Linked DNA regions of Ovis aries: region 2 is linked to region 1. A link is a contact called in public Hi-C data. All regions are on one chromosome and are shown on one strand. The core of a region is the stretch at or near the end of the contact, and the rest is flanking DNA. Distances in the headings are between cores, read along the strand shown. Region 1 holds the start of PGBD1 (piggyBac transposable element derived 1). Region 2 holds the start of LOC114108620 (zinc finger protein 239-like).

What was found. Hi-C and Micro-C count contacts between places; a contact is called where the count stands out from the background.
Region 2: a contact with region 1 is called in a Hi-C map of skin fibroblasts, with 2.3 times the contacts expected there. The contact joins the promoter of LOC114108620 here to the promoter of PGBD1 in region 1. A contact is called at or near these places in 2 of 16 Hi-C or Micro-C datasets (skin fibroblasts and tail adipose tissue).

What each region holds. Positions count from the first base shown.
Region 1 is chr20:29,474,804-29,481,972 of ARS-UI_Ramb_v3.0, forward strand. It overlaps PGBD1 (piggyBac transposable element derived 1), which reads right to left and starts at 4,308. Exons shown (of 7, transcript XM_060403365.1): 1 at 4,210-4,308. NKAPL (NFKB activating protein like) reads right to left here. Exons shown (of 2, transcript XM_060403366.1): 1 at 4,210-7,169.
Region 2 is chr20:29,622,697-29,629,865 of ARS-UI_Ramb_v3.0, forward strand. LOC114108620 (zinc finger protein 239-like) reads right to left here and starts at 2,651. Exons shown (of 3, transcript XM_042237171.2): 1 at 2,450-2,651.

The DNA.
Region 1 (7,169 bases), core at 3,058-5,557:
TCCCACATTAAAGGCAGACTCTTTACCCACTGAGCCAAGAGGGAAGATTGATTTTTTCTTATTGGAATACAGCCAAACCCATTTGGTAGACAGTGTTTACATCTGCTTTCAGGAATACACTAACACGATTGAGGACTTGAACAATGGAGCACTGATCCCTGCTCAGTCAAAAATCCAAAAATCTGTGTGCTACTTACTATCTCTGCTGCAAAAACAAAGGAACTGATAGATGAGCAAGGGTAGGAAGCTAAAACAGCTTCAACAGGATCAGGACTCAAACTCTAGTTCTTTTGACTCCACATGATCTCTAATCAAACACAAACTTTCCCCCACTTAAAGATCTGTAAAATGAAAATACATGTACTATACGTACTGAAAAAACCCATGTATAAGTGGACCTATGTAGTTCAAACCCTTTTGTTTAAGGATCTACTGGAGTTACCACAGAGACTGTACCACCTGCAAAGCTCAGCTATTCTGGCCCTTCACAGAAGAAGTGTGTAGATCTGAGAGTCTCCTCAGGTGGAATACAGTTTTGTGGTCATGTAAGAGAATAGCCGTATTCTCAGAAGACAGTACTAAAACTTATTTTCAAATGTTGCAAGGAGAGGGGAGTCTGTGGAGAGGTATGTGGAGAGAGGGAGAGAGAAAAAACACAAATGTAGCAGGAAGTTGACAAGAGCTGCTAGATGAGGGGTATATAGTATTGACCATACTATTCTTACAACTTTTCAGTAGATTTGAAAATTCTTCAAAAGTTGAGAGGGAGAAAAAAGACACAAAATGAATAAAACTGTTTGTATGTTCATTCATTAAAGCCAATATCAGAATTAACTAAAAGAACATAAGGATATTCACAACTTACCTCATTCATTGTCTAGGTGCCACACTCTTTAGTTGCTGGAGGTACAGAGATGAAAGAACCTCTGGCCTCTATAGCTCTCTGCCCCACAAGAAATCAAGTAAATAAGCAATTACAGTTGAATGTATTAAGTGCCACGGTGAAGGTAGACACAGGATGCTAGCAGAGCTCAGTGGTAAGACACTTAATCCCTGTTAGCAGGTCAGAAAAGACCTCTTGAAGGTAGCCCTTCTGACTCATAAAAGACATGTGAAAGTCAGAAAAGAAAATACAGAAAGGGTATTCCAGACAGAGAAAAACCTGAGCACAGAGCTGTTGGAAAACCTCACATGTTCTGGGTAGTTGTTAGTTATGGCTGGGAAAAGGGTAAATGGGGCTGGGACCTGGGAGACACCTATGTGTAAGGAAGAGAAGTAAGAAGGAATAACCAGAAAGGTAGAAAAACAAAGACAGTAGAATCCAAGAGACAAGGGGATCTGTTTCTACAGGTGTGGAGTGGTGGAACGAGCCTGAGCCTCAGACTGGCCTGGGTTCGATTCCCACTCTGTCACTACACTGTTCACTCATTTGTAAAATGAACATAATACCTAATTCAGAGACATGTTTTGAGGTAAATGAGGGCATCTCAATTAGACAGTAGTCCTCACTCACTGCAACTAGAGAAAGCCTTGCACACAGCAATGAAGACCCATCCACAGCCAAAAATTAAAACCAAAACAAACAGAAAACCCCCAAAACTTTTCATGTCTCCTTGTCCATAACTATATCGTGCTCAGTAGCATCTGACTTTTTGCAACCCTATGGACTGGTAGATCACCAGGCTTCTCTGTCCATAGGATTTTCCAGGCAAGAATACTGGAGCGGGCTGCCATGTCCTCCCTCCAGAGGATCTTCCTGACCCAGGAATCAAACCCGTGTCTCTTGCATCTCCTGCACTGCAGGTGAATTCTTTACTGCCGAATCATCAGGGGAGCCCATAACTATATTAGTATTTCTAAAAAACACAAACAAAAACAAAAAAAAGTCAGTGACTTCCCTGACAGTCCAGCAGCCAAGACTCTTTGCAATAAATGCAGGGGTCCTGAGTTCAATCCCTGGTCAGACAACTAGATCCCACATGCCACATCTAGAAGATCCAGCATGTCACAACTAAGACCCAGCAGAGCCAAATGAATTTATTTAAATAAATATTATTTTAAAAAAAAAACAAACAGAGGTCACTGCAACCGCTGTAAAGGCAATTCTGGTCATTGGATAGGGAGAACAGTCACCCAGTCACAGGAAAATGAGAAAAATGACACAAGTAAGCAAAAATTAGTCTTTCAAAAAACAGGACATTGAAAGGAAAAAGAAATATAGGACCTAAGCTAGGAGAGGGTAGCATAGAGGACAGGTATGTTATGTACCATCTTTATGCCAATGATTTCCTTATTTTTCTGCCCAGACCTCTGAAAGATTTTTCTTCTGGCTATCTGGTTCCTGGGCACCTTACAAAAGCCTATCAAATGCAACATGTCAAAATGAACTAAGAGAGTCTTCCTGGTGGCTCAGTGGTTAAGAATCCACCTGCCAATGCACGAGACATGGATTCAATCCCTGGTCTGGGAAGATCCCACACGCCTCAGAGCAACTAAGCCTGTGTCCCACAACTGTCCCAAGCCTATGCTCTGGGGCCCAGGAATGGCAACTACTGAGCCCAAAAGCTGCACTACTGAAGCCCATATGCCTTTGAGCCTGTGCTCCATAACAAGAGAAACCACCTCAATGAGAAGCCCATACACTGCAATGAAGGGAACCCCCCATGCCCAGCAGTGAAGACCCAGCACAACCTTAAAAAAAACCACACAACAAAACTCAGAGAATTATACCATCAATCTTTTGAACAGGCTCTTGGTATGTGGGGACTCTTGATTCTGATGACTCTTGAGTGACTCTAGAGATAAGTGAAATAGTATCTGCCAATTGTTGGCACACACTTCTGAATCAGTATAGTATAAGGCTCACTCACTTAGTGGCTGTGCCCAGTTAGGTTCCAAATTTAGTTCGCTGTTACATAGTATCACTCCCAGCTGATACTTATTTGTCAAAACAGGATTTACAATCTAAAACGCCAATCCTGCTGCAGCTGACCCTTAAACAACAGGAGAGTGAACTACATGGGTCCACTTATACATGGATTTCTTTTTTTTCAAATAGGCCAAATCTGCTATGTGGCCCTGTGAGTAGAGAGAGCTGACTGTAAAGTTATACTTGGATTTCCGACTTCACCATGGGCCGCTAACCAGTATTGTTCAAGAGTCAGCTATATTCTTAAAAAAAGTGAAAAGATGTCCATGAAAGTAATGATTGTTAGCCAGAAAATAGTTAGGTATTATGATGGTGAATTTTCTTTGACAACTTGACTGCACCACCGGGTACCCAGATATTTGGCCAAACATTACAGTGGGTGTTTCTGTGAGGGTGTTTTCGGATGAGATTAACATTTAAATAAGTGGACTGAGTAGAGCAGATGGCTTTTATTAATGTGAGTGGACTTCATCCAATCGGGTGAAAGCCAGAATAGAACAAAAAGGCTGACTTTCCCCAGTAAGAGAAGTCACCTGCCTGACAGCCTAAAAGCTGAGAAACCAGCGTTTTTCCTGTCTCCAGTCACCCGATTCCACTCTTGCCTTCCAGTCTGGTCTCATCTTGAGTTCCCGGCTGTAGACGCTTAAAAACCTGTCAGATGTTTTTCCTTTGCTCAAAACCTTCCTAATACTCTTTCCACATCAAGAAATCAACAAGTTCCTTACACAACACCCACTTTTTCTACAGGCCTCCTCCCACCCCCATCTCTCTGACAGCATTTTCTACACACCTTCCCCTTGTTCACTGTGCTCCAACCACTCTGGGCTCCCAGCTACTCGTCGAGTATGATAAGCGAGCTCCTGCTTTAGCGCCTTTGCATTTGCTGTTGCCCCTTACTAGAAAATTCGTGTCTGCAAAGGCCACGTAGGTTTTTTAAACCTCCCTCAGGCTTTTGCTCAAAGTCACCTTCTAAGGCTTAACTTATACATATTTAAAATTGAGCTCAATGGATAAATATATATATATATATATATATATATATATATATATACACACACACACACACACACACACACACGCAGAAGATTGTGCCTCTATAAACAAGAACCACAGCATCATTCCTCTCCTAGGCCCCAAGATTGACATCTCCTGTCCTCGCCCGCTCAGAGTCCACACGTCTCCTCCATTGGGTAAGGCTTCTCCGCACCCGCAAGGAATCAGCTGCTCCCCGGCCCACGGGCCGCAGTTACTCCCCAAACTGGAGCGCAATCACCACTCACCCCTCCAAGGACCCACGGGAAAAGCCAAAAGCTTTCAAGCAGCTTGTTAGCTCTTTACTGAGCGGCCGCTCTCGCTCCGCGGCGCTTTTGACCGTCGCTCTAGGAATGCTGGAGGACTGCGGCTCGATGGCTCTCCTACGAGGCGGCCAAATTCAGGCTAGTAGTTGGTTGAGCGGTCTCGGAGTCCAGAGGCTGGGAGGGGTGCCCCAAAGCTGGGAGGGGCGTCCAGGTGTGTTTTTAGGTTTCTTAAGTTTATAACCCGAAATTTATTTCATATATGTAGATGACACGCAAATTCGTGAAAGCTGGCGTGTTTTGGGGCTTTCCAGGTTCCCTCAGTTCAGTTCAGTCGCTTAGTCCTGTCCAACTCTTTGCGACCCCATGGACTACCAACCTTAGCGGTAATCACCCTGCTAATGCAGGAGACTTTAGAGACACAAGTTTGATCCTTAGGTTGGGAAGATCCTCTGGAGTAGGAAATGGCAACCCACTCCAGTATTCTTGCCTGGGAAATCCCATGGAGAGAGGAACCTGGTGGGCCTTAGTCCATGGGGTTGCCAAGAGTTGGACGTGACTGAGCACACATACACAGGCACGGAAACAGGTCAGCTCACTTTAGTGTTATCACAGCCGGTATTCCACTTTGCTCACTCACATAATTAAGACATGGACACATATTTTACCATTCTCCCCAATTAAAAAAGTTATCAAATACAGTGGCAAAAATAAATGTAAAAGTGTTTTTAAGTTGAACATGTATATATGTACATATGCAAATATACAATGAATGTATATGTATGTATGAATGAATGTAACAAAAAATTAAGGCATGTTACCAAATGCAAGGTTGTGTGCTGGATGCAGTAGGCCAAAGAAACCAAATGTGGGCGTTTTAAAGCAGAGAGGTTTATTGCAGGACCAACCAAGGCAAACTCTTCTTGGTGTGTCCTCAAAACTACCCCAACTCCTCAAAGGGTTTCACCAAAGCATTTTCTAAAAGTCAGGTGAGGGAGGCGGGGTTGTCAGGAACGTGATCAGCTCTTGCACAGTTCTCTGACTGGTTGGTGTTGAGGTAACAGCGGTTAACATTACTACTACTTAGTGAAGTATTAGTTGTTCAGTTGTGTCTGAGTCTTTGCAACCCTATGGACTGTAGGCTGCCAGGCTCCTCTGTCCATGAAATTTTCCAGGCAAGAATAACTGGAGTGGGTAGCCATACCCTTCTCCAGGGAATCTACCCGATCCAGGGATCCAAACCTGGCCTCCTGCATTGCAGGCAGATTCTTTACCCAGGCAAATAAGGCAGTCTGAGTCACCTTATTGGTACTTTGGGCCTGGAGGTCTAGAGGCATGATCATCAAGTATTTCATTTCTTCCATTTGGTGGTAATGTTAGCATCTGTAAAACAACTCAGGAGAGTGCATCAGATATTATTATCTATGTACATCAGAGAGGAGCTACAGCAGAGGATAGAAGGGAGGTGTTTGTACCAGGAAGATCCCATAGGGTCCTCCTCAATTACAGTCTATTACTAAGGGAGAGAATAATCAAGCATTATTTTCTGCAAAGTATGCGAAGGGTAGGGGTGGGGGTAGGGTGGTGTCACGACTGAAATAAATTCTGCCAAAGAAAACAGAAGTATTCCCTCTCTTGCCCACATCATCACAAACTGTATTTTTATTATCTGTGAACAAAATAAACCCTTAAAAAAAATCCGAACAAACTGGTTTAATCAGTTGGTAGTTTTGAAACAAGTATCTTACTAACCATTGTTTTATCACACAATTCATATTGTTTCAAGCCTGAAATGATCATAACAGAAAAAAAATTCCATTATCAGGAGAGTTCTTTTTCCCCTTGTGTGTCAAAAACTTAAAAATATCTTTTAAAAGTTTAACTTAAAAAAAAGTTAAAGTAAAATGTATATATTTAAAAACTTTTCCTTAGGCTAACAAATCCAATCAATGCGAATATTTTACTAATTAAAAGTTAATAATTCTGTCGTGCAGGGAAAATACATATCTCATTTTTTTCAAGAGCTTTTCCTCAAAAAAAAATTATACAAGAGGTAAACATAAATTTCGATTTTAAAAGGAAGCAAATATATCCTAATTCATTTATTACCACTTTCAAACTCCCTACCATGGTTGGCTTAAATATCACTCATATTATCAAGGCTGAGATTACGGTCATTGCATTGGATATCCCATGAAAATAAAAACACAATGAAGCTAGACAAAGAAGAGCTTTTTAACAAGAATTCAAGGTGTTCATTTTTAAGTAGGCTGTATTTTTTGGAAGCGGTACAGGTAGATAAAGTGAGAATAAATCAAAATACCATTTTTACCAAGACAGAGCTACATTTCACTAATAACACAAATCACTTTTTGAACTTGAGATTTTCATTTTCTAAGATTATCCTCATTTCTGTAAACAAAATGGTCATCTATATGTTTCCATCAGGTCCAGGTCCACGATGTTTAAAATAAAAGCTTCCTTTTCTATATGATCAGTAAGAGGAACTATTGCATTATAGCCATGAGATACAAGTATCTTTTTGTAATGATTCTTTCCACTATTCTGTCTGCTTCCACCCATACTCATTCATTACTTTGAATTATGACATAGAAAAATTTGTAGTCAATCATTGTTCTAAATAATCAAAAACTTCCAAATAAATCTAATAAACCTAATTCATAGTTTAATTATAGGAAATCCATAACTTTAAAACCAGCATATTAATAGACTAATAACTACAAATGCTAAAAAGTAATTTAATAAAATTCAGCAAACATTTCTGAATAAATGCGGAAACTCCTAATAAAATAGGAATAGATGGATGCTTCCTTTATATGGAAAAACACACATACACACATCTCAAACCAAAAAACCTCCCTCATGCTTGATAGTGAAACTTCATAAGTATCTTCATAAAAATGCAGCCGAATTTATTAGGTTAA
Region 2 (7,169 bases), core at 1,401-3,900, 150 kb after region 1:
CATCATGAGAAACGCTGGGCTGGAAGAAGCACAAGCTGGAATCAAGATTGCTGGGAGAAATATCAATCACCTCAGATATGCAGATGACACCACCCTTATGGCAGAAAGTGAAGAGGAACTAAAAGCCTCTTGATGAAAGTGAAAGTGGAGAGTGAAAAAGTTGGTTTAAAGTTCAACATTCAGAAAACGAAGATCATGGCATCTGGTCCCATCACTTCATGGGAAATAGATGGGGAAACAGTGGAAACAGTGTCAGACTTTATTTTTTGGGGCTCCAAAATCACTGCAGATGGTAACTGCAGCCATGAAATTAAAAGATGCTTACTCCTTGGAAGAAAAGTTATAACCAACCTAGATAGCATATTGAAAAGCAGAGACATTACTTTGCCAACAGAGGTTCATCTAGTCAAGGCTATGGTTTTTCCAGTCGTCATGTATGGATGTGAGAGTTGGACTGTGAAGAAAGCTGAGTGCCGAAGAATTGATGCTTTTGAACTGTGGTGTTGGAGAAGACTCTTGAGAGTCCGTTCCTTGGACTGCAACCAGTCCATTCTGAAGATCAGCCCTAGGATTTCTTTTGGAAGGAATGATGCTAAAGCTGAAACTCCAGTACTTTGGCCACCTCATGCAAAGAGTTGCCTCATTGGAAAAGACTCTGATGGTGGGAGGGATTGGGGGCAGGAGAAGGGGACGACAGAGGATGAGATGTCTGGATGGCATCACTGACTCGATGGACCTGAGTCTGGGTGAACTCTGGGAGTTGGTGATGGACAGGGAGGCCTGGCGAGCTGCGATTCATGGGGTCGCAAGGAGTCGGATACCACTGAGCGACTGAACTGAACTGATGGATTTAGGTGGACTAACAATTGATTAGCATGATGGGCAGTGATTAAGAGCCTAGGCTTTGGATTCCAAAAGACCTCGGCTTGAATACTGTCATGTTTTCTAATACGTGGTAGCTTGGAGCCTGGCGGGCTGCCGTCTATGGGGTCACACAGAGTCAGACACGACCGAAGTGACTTAGCAGCAGCAGCAACATCTCCAAACTCTTCCCCTCTGTAAAAATACCTAGAGGCTTTTTTTTTTTTTTTTAAACTTGCTACCTAGAGGCTTTTAAACAATGTTTTATTTTGAAATAACGTTAAACTTACTAAAATTTTTTTTTAAAAAGGTACACAACAGTCCCTATAACCTTCACTCAGCTTCCCGTAATATTAACATACATCTTATATAACCACAGCACAATTCCAAAACCAGAAAAATGTTACAATGCGATTAACTAAACAGCAGATCTTATTATACAGCGTCTTTTTAAGAATAAATTAAATTCAGTGCGTGGCACTTAGTAAGACCTCAGTTTAGAGTGCTGCAGTTAACCACTGTGACTTGGTCACCCAGCCGTTGGCTCCAGGCATGACACTTCTAGGGTTCCGGACACAGAACAGAGGACCACGCAAGGAGGCCCTCTAGTGCCTTCTCCGTACCTAGCATCTTTTACTCACTGGGCAGCTTTGGTAAACACCTCCACTTTACCAGCCGCAGGAGAAAGACTGTTTCAGGAATAACTCAAGATAAAGGATATGGAGTCCACTTACACATGTTGTCTTCTACTAGTTTAAATCTTCGAGCGAATAAGACAATATAGTAAGTTAACCATCCAGATTACAACCCCCTTTCCCGTTTACCGCACTGGCACATCACGGTGCCCCAGCCTCGGAAAGTATTGACTGTCTGTGTATCCTTTAAGCCACAAGGCTGACCATAAAAGGCTTCCGGGAGTAGGCGGCCGAGTTGGACAAACGGATGGCCCTTATAGAACTCCTCGGATTAATATCAGTGACCCAGGAGTCCGAGTCTCAGAAACTTTCTGGAGCGCTGGCCGGCAGGGGGGCGGGCTCCTGTGGAGTCTCCGCCGGCACTTCCAGCGCCGGCAGAGCAAGGCAGTGACTCCCCCGACCCGCGCCCGACCGACCTGGGGGTCCCACCGCGACGACTGGCTGTCTTCCCGCCAGTCTTATCCCGGCCCAAGGGAGGCGGCCGCACTTACCGATCCAGCCTCAGACCTGCCGCCAGCGGAAGTGCGTCCGTGAACCCTGCCCGGCCGTGCGCCCCCGCTTCCGGCGGCTTCGGAGGAAAGGTCCGAGCCGTGTAGTGTGGCCGACACCCCCGCGAAGTCTGCACATGGGGACACGTATGTCTGTGGCGTTTTGATTCATAACTCTCCTCCTCTTAAAAAGAGGATCTGAATGCCAGCTCCGAGGCTTTGAGTTCCTAGGCCCTCTCCTGTTCGGGGCGGCAGGCAGGGACATTCCCAGGAGTGCTTCCCCTCCGACCACCACTTCTCTGTTCCTATTCACTGACCCGAGTACTCGCGTCCTCCCTGCCAGCCTACCTCTCTGGACAGCATCCGCCACTCCGTCCCGACCTCCATCAACTTGAATATATTTACCAGGCAGACACATCGCTCAACCAGAATGTGTCCGCAGCATTGCCATCAGCACAATCACTCAGTCTTGACCCGCAGGGAGAGGAAAGGAAAGAAAAAGGATTAAGGATCGTTGATGAGTACGGTGTTGTTCGTTCAATTTACAATCCGGAAACAAGCAAAGAGCAAAGTGATTTGCCCAAGTTTGCACAGCCAGGGACAGGATGCGCACCACGCATGCGTGACCCAGACCTGTCCTGGGCTCCCTACGACGTGGCCACAGTGAGGGCTGCAAAGCCAGAGACCACCGCTGCTCAAGTTAAAATGACAGTTTTCAGGCTTAATGTGTGACACTTAAAAATGAAACTGTTACAGGGTTCTTTCAGCTGTATGCAATGTAATGTTGGTTAGGAGCTGTTCAGTACTATAATAGGCGCCAGGAGTACAGCGAAAGTACAGGAAGGAGATTGTTCTTGGTCTAAGAAGCTTAGAGTCCAGCTGGGGACACGGACTAGCGAGTGCTTAGAAACTTCTGATATGGAGTTGGGCAAGTTGTACTGGAATCCTGAGTTGTCCGGATTATTGGCTAAACTTTAACAAACCCATTTCCTCTACAAATGAGAGATACTAGTAGTTCGCAGGAGTACTGTTGTCAGGTTGGTTTATTTTTTTTCGTGGACGGACTAAATAGTTCAAAGCAACAGGCAAGTTACAGCTCAGTTCAGCTCAAGCAGATAGATGTTTTATTAGACACAGACTCTCAAAACATAGGAGCAGGTCGCCTCCACATACTCCTTATGTATTAGCTGTTCAGTCATGTCCGACTCTTTACGACCCCATGGACTGTACCTGCCAGGCTCCTCTGTCTATGGAATTCTCCAGGCAAGAATAATGGAGTGAGTTGCCCCTCCCTTCTCCAGGAGATCTCCCAGACTCAAGGATCTAATTCAGGAATCTGCACTGCAGGTAGATTCTTTACCATCTGTGCCATCAGGGAAGTGCATATTCCTTGGCTTCCTGTCTCTCTCTCTCTCTTTTTTTTTTTTTTTTTTGCCCTGTGCAAAATAGGGCTTATACCTGCCACCAATCAATGAAAAGGAATGCAAATAGGCATATGCTCAAGGTCAATTGACATTTGCAAGTTATATAACAGCACATCTGTTTTATCTGTTCCCATAATTCAGTCTGTTATAATCAGATGTATATATGTGTAGAATATTTATGAACCATCAATGGGCTGTATATTGTCACCCTGCTTATTTAACTTCTATAGAGAGTACATCATGAGAAACTCTGGGCTAGAAGCACAAGCTGGAATCAAGATTGCCGGGAGAAATATCAATAACCTCAGATATGCAGACGACACCACCCTTATGGCAGAAAGTGAAGAGGAACTAAAAAGCCTCTTGATGAAGGTGAAAGAAGAGAATGAAAAAGGAAAGTTATGACCAGCCTAGATAGCACATTCAAAAGCAGAGACATTACTTTGCCAACAAAGGTCCGTCTAGTCAAGGCTATGGTTTTTCCAGTAGTCATGTATGGATGTGAGAGTTGGACTGTGAAGAAAGCTGAATGCCAAAGAATTGATGCTTTTGAACTGTGGTGTTGGAGAAGACTTTTGAGAGTCCCTTGGACTGCAAGAAGATCCAACCAGTCCATTCTAAAGGAGATCAGTCCTGGGAGTTCATTGGAAGGTCTGATGTTTGAGCTGAAACTCCAATATTTTGGCCACCTGATGCGAAGAGTTAACTCATTGGAAAAGACCTTGATGCTGGGAAGGATTGAGGGTGAGAGGAGAAGGGGATGACAGAGGATGAGATGGCTGGATGGCATTACCGACTGGATGGGTGTGAGTTTGGGTAAACTCGGGGAGCTGGTGATGGACAGGGAGGCCTGGTGTGCTGGGATTCATGGGGTTGCAGTCGGACACGACTGAGCAACTGAATTGAACTGAACTGAATGGGGGCCTATCTGAGTAAGTTACTCAGGGGAAGTCCCTGTGGTTAGTTTGTATCCACTGTATACCTAGGGCACATGTGCTAGAGTTGAAAAAATCTCTGTGGTTATTTTGTAGCATATTTGGAGCTCTCCTGGGTGTGTCTGGGAAGAGGTTTAGAGGTCTCTACATTGATACTAGCTTGCATCCTTTTCAGCAAGGGCAACCCTCCTTGCTCATGCCTACCTTACTACCTAACTCTGTGATGAATTAGGAAATATTACACTGACTGCAATGTTACAATGCAACACATAGTAACTTACTGTTTTCATAAGAATTACAATAAAAACCATTTGGTAATTCAATTTCTTACCTTTAGGCAAGAATCCTTATTATTTGATTCTAGGCAGTGAGTGAGTGAACTTGAAACTACCAGAAAAAAGTGAGACTCATTTTTGTTATTCCTGCACCTTTGTCTTAAACAGAGTGGCAATTCATTTGTTGCACAATAAAGTTTAATTGTTGCGAGTGCCACAGAGAATGAGCGCTTCAAAACTTCTTTGGCAGACACCCCAAAAGGTTTCTTTAAGAAAATTAGGAACCCAGGGAGAGAACAGAATCTTCTGGAAAAATCCAACAGCTGATGGGCTGTAACTTGTACAGAATGCTTCCACTCTGCAGGCTTTTTCAGTTGGTATATGGAATAGGAAACAGGTGTTGGGGGAAATGTTTTCTTTCTACATTTCTAGGTTCTTTGGTTGGTCTTGTAATTGACATATACCATTCTCAGGAGAAAAACAAATCAAAATTTGTATGTATAGGAGCCCTGAAAATACGAAGGGCTTATATGCCATCCTGACTTAATGAATGGAATAGGGGTCTGGGCTTCAAAGGGCAGGAGGGTAATTCACAGGATAAGAAGAGCAGATGTTTGGTAACTAGGTGTTTGCCGTGCCATATATAGATGTCTTTCAGATTAAAAAAAGTTATCTCTGATAATAACTCTCTCTCTCTCTCTTTTTTTTTTTAGCACATGCTCCCTATCTAAATTCTTTCACGTAGTTAAGGGAGAGGTGAAAGTATTTCCTGAGTCTTCTGGGGTGATAGATTTCAACTCAAAATAATTCACATTCCAAAGTGGCACATTTCAGAGTAGTCTGTTTTTCTCTCCTTCATACTCACTTTGAGTCTTGCTGAACTCCCACAAATTATGGGTCCACTGGAATTCTGTGCTCATGGGGGATGACAAATGCTACACGTGAATGGGGGCAAATCCTCTGCTAGGGCACATGCTCTGTTGTCCTATTTTACTTCACTTACAAAACACAAGTTAAAAGATAAAGTTCAGAATTTTAAGACTGTGACAACAGGGCATTAAACCAAGCTCATGACTTTCTGAAAGCAGGACATTTCTGAGCTGTAAGGCACTGTGTGACTGTATAAGTCAGCTTTGAAGCTAGTACCACACATCTAGCAGACAGTGAGGAACCTTACAAGGGAGGCAACTGTGGAGCAGGCTTCAAAGAAATGGGTGATAAATGCGGAAAAAATTTCACCTGGAATTCACAGGTTCTGGTTACAGCCTGGAAACAAGATATGGTAGGATTGTGATAGACTTAATGAATGAACTAGAGTTAATACCTTTGAAAGACATCTTAGAGAACAATTCCCAGGGCACAGAATAAAGAAAGAGTGAGCACAGTCTTATTCCATCCTCAAGAGGAAGTAAAAACACAGTGACTATCATATCTAGTCAGGGTGAGTAGAAACTTGAGTTCTGCAACCTGCTTCCATGGTAGTATGGATGCTTCTCTCTCTGGCTAGGACATTCATTCCCCAATGTTCCCCTGTTTAATCACATTTGCGGTCCTGTTTCATCAAGTTCTTTCTCCAAATCCTCCAACATGATCACTGGCTCCTTGTCATCCTTTGGCTGATGCTCTGACATCCAGGCCTGGCGCTCCTGGGGCAGGCTGATTAAGAACTGCTCCAGCACTAGCAGCTCCAGGGTCTGTTCCCAGGTGTGGCATCATTCACTGATGGCAAAGTTCCCAGAGCTGGTTCAGAGCCTCACAGCATCACGGTGCCTCCAGGTGACAAAAATGCCTAAAGTTCTGACTAGCAGCTACCTCCTGGTTGTTACATTTCCTCCTATGTTGCCTATATTCATGGCTCACTGTTGGAGACTTTTCTATTCCCTTTCATTTTTAATAGAGAAGACTGCAGCCAATGTGGCTTCTCTTGTTGCACAGGCTCTAGGGCACACAGGCTTCAGTAGCTGTAGCATGTAGGATTGGTAGTTGTGGGGCACAGGCTTAGTTGTTCTGTGCCATGAGGGAACTTCCCAGACTAGGGATTGAACTGGTGACTCTTGCATTGTAAGGTGTATTCTTAACCACAGGACCACCAGGGAAGCCCTGGTGCCATTTCTAAGGTGAAATACATCATTATTTATTTAGAGAAATGCCTATTGAAATCTTTAGCTGAGGTGAAAGACTAGTCATCTTGAAAACCACCAAATGAATCACTAAAATGTTAATTCAGTGAACCATTAAAATGTAAATTCAAAAGGAAAACTGACAATTCTGGTGAATTGTCACATGTGACAAAAAGCATAAACTAGGTAAGACAGACACTACAACTTGTAATATGGAAACAATGTGAGATTAAAAATACCAAACCAAGCATGTTGATGTTTTCCACTACAAATAAATCTGCAGATAAGATTTCTGCTCATGATCAGTAAGTGATCAAATTATGTCCAGATGTTTGCTAGCAACATAAACAGACAGGTCTGTATGCTTGTGT